Regions from separate parts of the Sus scrofa genome. Here region 2 is linked to region 1. The links are chromatin contacts, called in public promoter capture Hi-C maps. All regions are on one chromosome and are shown on one strand. The core of a region is the stretch at or near the end of the contact, and the rest is flanking DNA. Distances in the headings are between cores, read along the strand shown. Region 1 holds the start of ZNF516 (zinc finger protein 516). Region 2 holds the start of ZNF407 (zinc finger protein 407).

Region 1 (2,736 bases), core at 124-2,623:
AATGTTACACGGAGAGGAAAATGCTCCAATTCATGTGTGGCAGTGGCATGTGGTCTATTTAATTCTGGCCAGTCTGTGTAAATATAAGTAACACAGCTATTTTGACGCGGCAATCAAAGAATGCAAGAGAATATGAAGGAGGAACAAACAAATGATAAAATGAGCTCTTTTTTGAGGGGCAGGAGAAAGATCCTACCAAATAGCACGCATGCCTAGTTCCTTAAAGTAGCACTTACATTCCTAAACCAAAATACTCCAATCATATTAATAGGGCAGCGTGAAAAATAATCTGGAGAAGATCCTGTAGGGAGAAGACCCACCCTCCCATCGCCTCTCAGCAGTCCTTTAAGTGTATTTATTACATAGCCACGGGGTGCGAGCACCTCAATGTTTAAATCATCTTTAATCAAGATTTGAGACCTAAGGGCACGTTCGTGGGGGAAAATGCCTTCCGGTTGCACGTTTAATTCAGACTTTTGTGACTCTCCTTTAAGTCAGTGCTCTGCGCCGCCCAAGGTCCCGCAGCCCTGCCCTTTGTTACAGTATAGACCCTGCCGACAGGCTCGGCCCCCCGCCACGGACACCCGGGGCTTCCAGCTCCAGCCCAGATTGCATGCGGGTCCCACGGCGGACAAGCATCAGGTCCCACGGGCAGGACGCAACTCCACGCGCCTCAACCCCGCACAAGGATGCCCGAGCCGGTGCCCACCGGCGGCTAGCGCCCAAATCCGCGCGCTGGCCCCGGCCTGGGACCTAATCAGGTATGAACACTTATGTAATCGCGCAGGGGCCACGCCTTTCCCACCGCCCCACCTCCGCCCGGACAAAGTGAAGTTTAAAATAGAAACCAATTACCTGGCCTGGGCAGCGCCTCGGCGCCTGGAGCGCGGTCCGCGCAGCCACGCGCACCCAGGGCCCCGGCCCCCACTCCCCCGCCCCCACAGACCCCCGTCCCGGCCCACACTCCCCCTACCCCCGCAGACCCCAGTCGGAGCTCTCACTCCCCCGCCCCCTTCAGACTCCCGCCCCGGCCCTCATCCCCCACTCCAGCTAACCCCCTCCCGGGTCCCCACTGCCCCAGCCCCGAGCAGACCCCGCCCCAGTCAGGACCCTACTCCCAGACCAGGCCCTCACTCCCGGGCCAGGCCCCCCATTCTCCCGCCCCCACGCAGCCCCGGGCCCTGCCTGCCCCACCCCCCCAGACCCATTCCCCCGATCCGTCCCCGGCCAGACCCCCTCCCCCGGCCCGCACGGACCCCCGCCTTTGTTACGGTGCGAAGTTGGGCCGTGGGTCCCCGTCTCTTTCACTTCTTGGGTTACAGTGCAGGCTTGTGACGTCCGCTCCACATGACGGGGGCGGGGGGCGGGCACCGGGGGGCGGGGGCGCGGGCCGGGTCCTCCCCCACCTCTCCGCCCATCCCTCCCCGCCTACAGCCCTCCCCCAGTAAACTGGGCCTCCAGAGGCCGCAGCCCAAGCCGCGGGGCGGGCAGGTAAATACTACCCCCCTCCCCCCGTCAGGCGCCCTGGGACCAGCGCCGCACCCGCGGGAGAAACAGAAATAGGAATGATTTAATCCAGCGACACCTCCCCCTACTGCCCATTCCTCAATCCGCGATCTCACAGAGATTGGGGAAGGAGAGGGGCAGAATCGGGTAGTATTCGGATTTAGGGAGCGGAAATGGCCCGGCGGGCGACGCGGGCTGGACCCCACCTTGTAACCGAGTTAGGATCTTGCTGGGGGAGGACGAAGGTCTCCTGGGTTGGCCAGTGGACTATCGGGATGACCTCCGTGCGGCCCTGCAGGCGGACACACTGTGCGTGGACGAGGCCCGGGCGCGGGATCCCTCCCAGGGATCCCCCTGCAGGGGTCTCGGGGAAGGAGGGGGTACACGTGTGTCCTTAACCCGTTCCCTGCAGCAGCAGCATCCATCTCTGAGCGAAGCAGCAAAGCAACTCCAGCACTGAACAGAGCTGCTCCTTGGTCCCTTACACACACACACACACACACACACACACACACAGAGCACTACTAATATTCCTAGAGAAGTTGGTGCCCTACTAAACCCAGAGGAAACGTGGGGGGGCCCGTGACGCACTCCGCCGGTGAATGTGCCCATTGTGCCGGGGAGCCGTTGCCAGTGCTTCGCATTCTTAAGTAGGTGGGCAGTAAAATTGCACTGACCCTGGGCAGGTCACATTCTATAATTTGCCACGGCCTAAATATCAACTTCCAGTGAGAAAATAAAATTTGAAGTTGGAAGGTACATGCTGTCCTTCACTTTTTCTAGAGTTAACAACAGTTTCAACAATCCTGGACCTCGATACGCCTAGCGAGTGACGAGTAGAATCCATCACTCTGACCCCAGGCGCTCAGGGCGCGCCTGCCGCGTGGGAACGAGACGGAAGGAACCACACATTTCGATCCCCCAACCTCTGAGAAGCATAATCACATCCCTCCTTTTCTTCCCCTTCTGCAGGTTTCGACTTGCATCCGAAAGCACTTCTTTTGCCCGTTCTTTACAGAACACTCGGAGGAGGCAAGGTCTCTATTTGGAATGCTGCATGCCCACCTAGCTGCAAAGATTCAGATAATAGCGTGTCCGTGTATACAGCTCATAACTGTGCAAATCAGGACCCTGCGGATGCGCGGGGCTGGTCGGACTTAGTGTGCAGACACATGGGCGCATGCACGCGCGCGCGCGTACACACTCACACCCCAAATTACCTCCGGGATG
Region 2 (2,966 bases), core at 81-2,580, 1.5 Mb before region 1:
GATCCGGCGTTGCCGTGAGCTGTGGTGTAGGTCGCAGACGCGGCTCAGATCCTGCGTTGCTGTGGCTCTGGCGTAGGCTGGCAGCTACAGCTCCGATTCGATCCCTAGCCTGGGAACCTCCATATGCTGTGGGAGTGGCCCAAGAAATGGCAAAAAGACAAAACCAAAAAAAAAAAAAAGGTGCATGGTAGGCTGGAAAAAGGTTGACACTGTAAGTTTAAAGGTAAGTTCCACTTTTACTAGAGGTGTAAGCTTGGAATAGCTATTTGATCTTCTAAACAGCAATTTCCTAGTGGGTTACAGTAAGAATTCGACCAGATAATGTCTATGAAAATTACCCTATAAAACAGTATTAAAAGTGTTATCATCACCGGAATATTCTGATTTAAAAGGAAGTGAGCTGGAACTGTCCTTGAGAGGTTTGGTCTAGAAAGCCTATCATTATAAGGTCATCACTTAAAAACTCCATTTACTTAAAATTATACAAATCTGATTATTTAAAACATTTCCCTATACCTACAAGATAAAGTCAAAACTTCCCAGCAAGCTGTATCTTCACAATCTGATCCCGGGTGGGATAATGCCGCTCCTCTACACCTCTTTGTCAATGCACTTTTCGAGGTGTGGTCTTCCTTGCTAGATTTTGAGTTTTCAAAGAAATGGTTGGAAACTCAAGGTCCGCAAATGATCTCATGTAAGGGGCAGGTCAGGGCGTTGACTAATACGCCTCAGGTCGCGGCTTACTTTCTTCCTAACAATTTTTGTGCTGTACCGTTAACGTTTATAAAAACGGTCCATGCGTGGACGTTTTAAACACCCAGGCATTTTCGGCTTTTCTTGCCAAACTGGTGAACCAGTCAGCTTTTTTTCCTTCCCCTTAGTATCAGACTCTGCTCCTGGCTCCCTAAGGCCTGCGACCAAGGACCCCTTTTTGGAGTCAGTCGACAGACTTTTTTCATAATCTGGAGTTGCGCACGCGCCTGGCATAGCAGAAAAACCTGGTTCCTGTAGATGAGGGCCTCGGAGGCGCCAGGCACCACTCGGGCCGGCGAAGGCCGAGGGCAGCCGGCCGCCCGCCCCTCGAAGGCCTCGGGGTCCTCTAAGGCGGACGTGCGAGGGGGTGGAGTGAGGACGCTTAGGGTAGGGAGGAGTGCACTGTCCAGGGGGAAATCCTCTTCGGGACCCCCTGCAACCCCTACTTGGCCCTCGAGGTCAGACACCGCTAGCCTTCGAGCCTGACGCGCGTCTCCATTTCTTTACGTTGACTTCTTCGGCTTTCCGTTTTCCTCTCTTGGGGAGGGGCGGGACTTCCTGTTTCACAGCCTAGTGACTTCCGCCAAGAGCTGATAGACTAAAAACAACAGGCACACAGGTCGGCCGGCCAGTCGGGAGATAAAAAGGGACCTAGGCGTGGGTTCTACTAAGCCAGAGCCAAGACCTTGGTTTTCGGTCATGGCGTCCCCCGCTCTGTCCGCGAAGAAGTCCTCGGAACCGCCGGAAGTCGCTCAGCGGAGAGACAGGAAGTCCCTCCCCTTCCTCCCAGAGGGAAGACGGTGAGCCGGAGGAGTCAGTCAGAGGGGTGAGCAGGAGCGATTCCGTCGGCAAACAGGTAAGTTATTCTCTGGCCGGGGCGGGGGGTTTGGAGGCGGGGACCGTCCAGCGTCAGCGCGGGGCCGGGAGGCGGTGGCTTGAGGCCCCAGGCCCGGGCGGCTGGGCGCCGGGAGCCCCGCCAGGGCCCTTCGCTCTTCCTCCTCCCCCCTCCCCCCCGCCTCCGCCCCTCCCCGCTGGCCGGTCCCTCCCGACGCCGCCCAGACTCACCCGACACACGCCCGCCGCCCGGCCTCCGCTCCCGCCCGCTGCTGCTGGCTCCGCCGCCCGGACTTGCGCGGGGCCTCGGTTTCCCCGCGGGGCCGGCTGTCAGCGCGGAGGCTGCGATCCCGCGCACTCCGCGCGCCCCTGCCTGCAGTCGGGAGCTTCTCACCGCCAGGCTTTCCCCGATCCAACCGTACACGCCCGAGCGCGGAGCTGCCGCGGTGTCGGTTTAATGGCCTGGGCGGTCTGGGCTGTGGTTTCCTTCAGTCGACCGCCCTCTCCGGGCCTCCGGAGCTTCGCGGGCTCGCCGCTGCCACCCGCACCTTCTTCCGTTAAGGACGCGGGCGGGCAGTCTGTAACGCTGGTGACCGATCGCAGCGCGGCTGGAAGGGAGGGTCCTGGCCGCTGGGGTTCAGCCGCTATAAGCAGTTAAAGGGAGATCCCAGGATGCCGCACACCGCTGTTGGCAGCAGCGGGTTTCGCCCCAGTGGCTACCACCTCCTGCCAGCCAGCGGGCATGTCCTGTGTACGCTTGCCCGCCTCTGGAGTTTAGTCTGGTGGAGGTGGGCAGGAGCTGCTGACCTCTTTCGGTTGCAATGAGTTTTGAAAAGCCCATTTATTTTTCAAGGGGGGAATTCTGGAATAGGTCATCTTGGCCGGGTTGGCATCCATGGACACGCATGTAGTATTTCTTTATTTTATAGGTAAAGTAATGGTGATTGAGGGGTAAATTTTAAGTTTGTGCAGGTGGAACTAGTCACGATGTGCACCTGTTTTCAGGGAGGTGTTAGTCCAGTTGGAATACCAAATAGGGAAGGCAACCGAGGTATATTGGAACATCATTAATAAAGCTTATTTGATATATATAATATATGTAATATATATCTATATACACACACACTGTGTATACTTCATTTAGCATTGCAGTCTTGTAGGAATTATCACCTTTTCACCAACCGAGACTCAGATTAAATAATTTGGACAAAGTTAAATTACAGATTCAGATCTCAAATGTTTGTTATTCATTCTACTTCAAGTTTGCTACATGTGAAATTGCTAACTCCTATTGTCACCACCAAAAAACATTTAATACAAGGCTCTCTAGTAGCTAATGTCTTCTTGATGACATATACAGTAGTTGGGATTAATGCTGT

What was found. Promoter capture Hi-C pulls out the DNA fragments that hold promoters and counts their contacts.
Region 2: a contact with region 1 is called in a promoter capture Hi-C map of liver, with 6 times the contacts expected there. The contact joins the promoter of ZNF407 here to the promoter of ZNF516 in region 1. A contact is called at or near these places in 1 of 5 promoter capture datasets (liver) and 1 of 2 datasets of contacts at active chromatin or transcription factors (alveolar macrophages).

The regions. Positions count from the first base shown.
Region 1 is chr1:147,986,297-147,989,032 of Sscrofa11.1, reverse strand. It overlaps ZNF516 (zinc finger protein 516), which reads right to left and starts at 1,373. Exons shown (of 7, transcript XM_021099077.1): 1 at 1,257-1,373.
Region 2 is chr1:149,515,648-149,518,613 of Sscrofa11.1, reverse strand. ZNF407 (zinc finger protein 407) reads left to right here and starts at 1,330. Exons shown (of 9, transcript XM_021073780.1): 1 at 1,330-1,609.